Linked DNA regions of Zea mays: region 1 is linked to region 2. A link is a contact called in public Hi-C data. All regions are on one chromosome and are shown on one strand. Each heading gives the region's core, a stretch centred on a gene start, on an enhancer-like site or on the middle of the called end of the contact. The rest is flanking DNA. Distances are from core to core; before and after follow the strand shown.

Region 1 (2,700 bases), core at 50-2,549, 130 kb before region 2:
ACATTGCCACTTCATTTCTCTTGATGCAAGATTTCATGACTTGTCTGGAAAAGGGCATCAATCATGTAAGTTTAAATCCCAGAAGCATTTCCGCACTATCGCCTTTTAATATCTTTGGGACAGATAAAAGAATATGCTGCTTGTGCTACCTGTTCCCCTTAGTTAAAACAAAATCAGAATATTTTTGATAATCTGAACCTATGTTATCAATTATGAGTTCCCTTGGAAGAGTAAGGGAAGGGGGCTAATAGTAGCCCCGTTTGAATGCACTAGAGCTAACAGTTAGCTACCTAAAAAGTTGCTAGTAAAATTAGTTGACTAACAAATAGTTGTAGCTAAATATTAGCTAATTTTAGCTGGGTTGAACCAGCTAATAACTAATGGGTAGTTGAGGGTGTAGCTAATAATTAATTGGACTATTAGCTGGGGGTGTTTTGATGTCTCCAACTAAAAGTAGCTAATAGCCAAACTATTAGTTGTGTTGTTTGGATGTCTCTATCTACTTGCAACTAACTATTAGCTGTAGTGCATTCAAGCGGGCCTAAATCCGTGTGAACTTATGACAAACAATTAGGTTTGTTGCCTTGTGATACCTACCACCATTTTCATCCATTGTTGCCCCAATAAATTGGCACGGTTCTCAAATCAAGTATTCAATTCCTATTCCAAGTCCGGAACTGAAGTAGGAGCCTAGGAGGGCTACTGTCTGGTTTGCCACAATTAGACTCAGGAAATAAGTGGTTGCCCGCAGAGGTTAATCAACATCAGTTCTTATTCCCCTCGCATCGGTGTTCATCATCCAATACAATTTATATGTAACCCGGGAATCTAAAGTCATCCACATCGGGGGAAACCCGTCGAATCCAACTTCTCCAAACACCGAAGGCAGATAGAAGTGGAACACGCTGTATAATCATTTGCGGTAGAAAAATACGGAAGTTAGAAGAGGCGAGAAAACCGCAGGGCACCTTGGGTTTGTCCTGAAGGCGTGTGCGGCGACGGGGATTGGGACGACGACGGCGCGGAGCCCATGGCGCAGACGGCGCGGAGCCTGCAGGTGTACCCTCCACCGCGGACCCACGCTCCTACCGGCCTCAGACGCGCCGAGGGGAGCGCCGCGGCTGTGAAGGAAAAGGAGGGGGAGAGGTCTCGCGATCCTGTTCTGACCACGGAGGCAGCTGTGGAGCACCGGGCCGCCATCGGTCAGGTTTTGTGACACCGAGCTCTGATGCTTGTTGGATGGCGCACCACCGATGCTGGTAATAACTACACAACAGTGCGTGCAGCCAGGCGCAGCCTGTGGGGTTGTTTCCGTGGTTAGCGATGGAGAGACGTGGCCGAGCAGCATCGGCACACCGCAAACGCGTAGGGATGTAACGGGAATTTATCGTCGGGTTTTAGCTCTTCCTTCCTGTTCCCTCGACAAAAAAAATTCCCGTAAAGATCCCCACGAATACTTGTGGAGAACGTTTCTTCTCTATCTTTATTATCTGCAGGGATAAATCCTTATCGAAGATCTTATCCTGCTTAAATTATAATTAGATTTGTCTTTATTTGTTATTAATATAAAACATTCTCACTTATACACATTGTTAGATGTAAAAATTATTGTATGTACATTAAAATGAACGTATTTATATATATTTGTATAACGAATGATCTCTTACTAAGATAATTATTTATTTTTATCATTAACTATTATATAAAAATATTGTCAAATGTAAGTTTAACGGGTTCTTGTTTATCCGTCGGAAGAGAATTTTTTTCGTTTATATCTCTCCAGGGAAGAAACTTCCTCATCCTATCCTCTAAAGACTAGTTTGGGAACTCATTTTCCCAAAAATTTTAGGAAAATGAACTAACTTACCTTGAGAAAATGACCCCTCGAAAAATAAGGTTTTCAAACTAGCCATAATACAAAAATTCCCTGCGAGGAATCAATGATCGGGTCCTGTTGGCATCTCTAAGCACGCAGCTGGGGCGTAAGCGCCCAGAAAAAAACAGGAAGAACGTTCGGCTCGGTTCTGCATTGGAACAAAACGCTCCCACAGTTTGTAATATTATTTGTCTACATTTAGGGCATGTTTGTTTACCTCCGTGGATTATATAATCTGGATTATTTTTGGAGGATTATATAATCTGGATTATATAATCTGAGTAGTCTTATTTGTTTACCCAGATTATTTGAGTTGTTAATAGGATTCTTTTGTATGAGGAAGACAAGAATGCCCTCTATATTTGTACTAGGTTGAAACTCATATATGAAAAAAAATAATTCAATTGACATTAGCAAATATTGCATTAGCAATATTATCACGGAAGGCATTCATGTCACCTTCTTCATCTCCAAATTGACTAGTACTAGGCGCAAAAACGATTCGGTGGATTATAATGGCAATGGTGGGTAATTTCTAGGAAACTTGAAAGGGTAGTGGGGAAGTGGGAAAAAAATAATCTGAAATAAGCACATCCTCACTTGCTTATGGATTAGCATAATCCAAGAGGTTAGATTATATAATCTGGGTAAATAAGCTGGACTGTTTGTTTGCCTCTTAGGATTATTTAATCCAGATTATATAATCTGGGGGGTAAACAAACAGGCCCTTAAAACAAAACATATCATGCATTCATGCATGGTGGGTACGAACAAAAAAATGTGTTTGATAATTGGAAATGGTGTTGATAACTTCGATTCATCAT
Region 2 (2,700 bases), core at 169-2,668:
AAAGACTATTTCTGTCTTTTACGGTTATTTTTTAAGCGTGCTTACGGTATGCAGTTCAAACCCCCAACCAAGCACATACCTTAATTCACCCAAATAGCAAAAGGGGGGAAAATAGTGACTAGACCCTCATGAATAGCCGCATCACCTGTGAGAGAAGATCTAGACTGGGACGATGGTAAGGAGCAGACCTCCTCATCCAAATCCGGGATCTCCTTCCATGCTTCGATCAACCGGTTCATGGACTCGCGCACTATTTTCACCTGCATTGTGCCAAGAAGGTGTCAGAATCGTCAAGAAGCCGCAGCAGATCTACGAGGATGCCGAAGATCTCATGCGCCCGACCTTATCAAATCTCTTGGCTTCGAAGACGGTAATGCAGGAAGATTTGTGTGAGACGAGGTCGTCTCCGTGCTCGAGGGCCAACAAAGCGAGCGCCTCGGCGGCAGCCTTCCTGGCGGCCCAATCGTCGGCAGTGAGCGCGTCGCGGAGGCAAGGCACGGCGGCGGAGGCGGCTCCACCGCCGGAGGCTGCCGAGGCAGCGCCGATGAGGGAGATGAGCGCGGGCTTGGCCTTGAACGCCGCGCTGCGGAGGAGCTTGTAGAGGCGCGGGAGGAGCCCCCGGAGGTACGCGGCGAGGTCGTCGGTGGGCTCCGAGGCCTCGACGGCGGCGGCGGCGGCGAGCGCGGCGGCCAGCTGCGCGCACTGGTCCTGCTCGTGGAGCACGGCGTCGGCGAGCGGGGCCAGCGCCGCGGGAGGCGACGCCGCGGCGCCCGCCGCGGCGCGGGCCGCGTCGACGAGCGCGGCGCGCACGGAGGAGTCCGGGTCCCGGACGCGGCGCAGCGCGGCGGCCAGGAGCCTGGGCACGAGCGGCGCGACGGCGTCCCGCGGGTGCTCCCCGGCGACGAGCGCCAGCAGCCGGAGCGAGTGCCGCCGCAGCGGCGTCCTGTCGGTGGGCCGCGCGTCGGAGACCGCGGCCACGAACACCGGCAGCTCGTCGGCGTCCAGCTCGCGCGCGATCGCGTCCAGCTCCGCCGCGGCCATCGCCTCCGTGTCCCGGTCCGAGAGGCGCAGCAGGCAGCGGTTCACGCGCTGCTTCATGGGCTCCCTCGGCGCAGGGCCCATGGTTTCCTACTACTTGGTAATGTAGCCTCGATGCTCCGACAGGAGCGGTGTCGACACGGCGGAGTCCGAGCCGTCGTGGGCTCTGCGCAGGTAGGTACTCCTACTTGGGTGTAGGAAGGTAGGTGGCTTGGAGAGTGGGAGTCCGGAGAGGCAGGCGGCGAAGCGGGGACGATGGCGTGGCGGGTACTAATAGCTCGTGGAAGGGATGGGTGCCTGGCTGCCTGCCGGGTAGGAGAGGGAGGCCGCAGGGGCAGGGCGCAGGACGGAAGGGGAAGAGATGAGATCTTGGGAGTTGGGAGTGGACTGCGTTGCGCTGTGCATTAATTAATTGTCTTTTTTCAGCAGAGTAGTATTTCGATGCCATCTGCTGGATGCTTTTTTTGGTATCACATCACTATAGCAGTATTGGTGCCATTTCTGGAGATGTGTTTACACGGAGTCATCTGTGGACGCTTATTCTATTTTTTATTTTAATTTTCACAACGTCTACGGCGTGTTTATTGTGACAGAACAATATTTTGGAGGCTCCTTTATTCGAACTCAACCTTAATTTCTGGGCTCCAGTTGGGCACACTATACTACTCCTCTCCTACTCCTAGCAAGATTGGTTGGTGTTCGATGTGACAAACGGTGAAAAATGCGAGTGTGAGAGCAGCTACAATCCTCCAGATATTTCTTTTTGGTAGGTCACGAGTAGTTATTGTGCCCCCCCCCCCCCCCCCCCCTCCTTAGGCCAATGTCGTGTTTATGGAAGAAGTGTCAGCTAGCATTAGACTAGATTTTAGCACAGCTGGAGCGGTAATGAATTACGATTTAAATAATTTTTTCAACGTTTGTTTGATCCTTTAATTAATCTTAGTTGAAAAATAAAGATAAATAGAGCTCAATCTAAATATGATCTTATACTTAAATTTTATAGTGTAAAATTTAGAGCTTATTACTATCTCTAAACATAACCAGACAACCAACTAATAATAAAGTTTGTATGATGACAGCAATGAGAGAGCTTTCCTGGTAAGAGGTCATTCGACAAGAAATACTTTCCATTATGATTCATAATGCCTTCTCAACGACATAACTTCTAAGGCTATCTCTAGCACCTTACTCAACAACATATCCATATAGACCATATTCAAACTCAACTCTGCGAACAGTACAATCTACAGGATAAAATAATGTTTAAAGATACAGATTAAAACAAAGAAAATACTTATTACCGCTATAAACATTAAACAATGTTTAAAGATACAGATTAAAACAAAGAAAATACTTATTACCGCTATAAACATTAAACAATGTTTAAAGATACAGATTAAAACAAAGAAATTACTTATTACCACTATTAATAATAGGTCATAAGATGATAAAAAAAATCACAGGACAACGGTGTTTTACATCAAAGCAGATAGTAATATTTTTTTAAAAAAAATAGTGGAGACCAGAAGCTCGTATCGTATGTATACTGAATCCTATCAATGCGCACACAGGTGTCCTACCTCTGCAGTCATAAGATGATAACAAAAATAATCACACCACTCGTTTCGGATTAAAGCCGTTTATACTGCTACAACTATATTC

What was found. A called contact is a pair of places that touch in the nucleus more often than the background predicts.
Region 1: a contact with region 2 is called in a Hi-C map of endosperm, with 2.7 times the contacts expected there. The contact joins the promoter of LOC100282023 here to the promoter of LOC107457590 in region 2. A contact is called at or near these places in 4 of 25 Hi-C or Micro-C datasets (ear, endosperm, leaf and 1 more).

Annotation. Positions count from the first base shown.
Region 1 is chr6:125,924,115-125,926,814 of Zm-B73-REFERENCE-NAM-5.0, reverse strand. It overlaps LOC100282023 (peptide methionine sulfoxide reductase msrB), which reads right to left and starts at 1,299. Exons shown (of 5, transcript NM_001154936.2): 1 at 969-1,299. The coding sequence starts at 1,200.
Region 2 is chr6:125,790,220-125,792,919 of Zm-B73-REFERENCE-NAM-5.0, reverse strand. It overlaps LOC107457590 (ARM repeat superfamily protein), which reads right to left and starts at 1,418. Exons shown (of 5, transcript NM_001321602.1): 1 at 343-1,418; 2 at 146-260. The coding sequence starts at 1,122.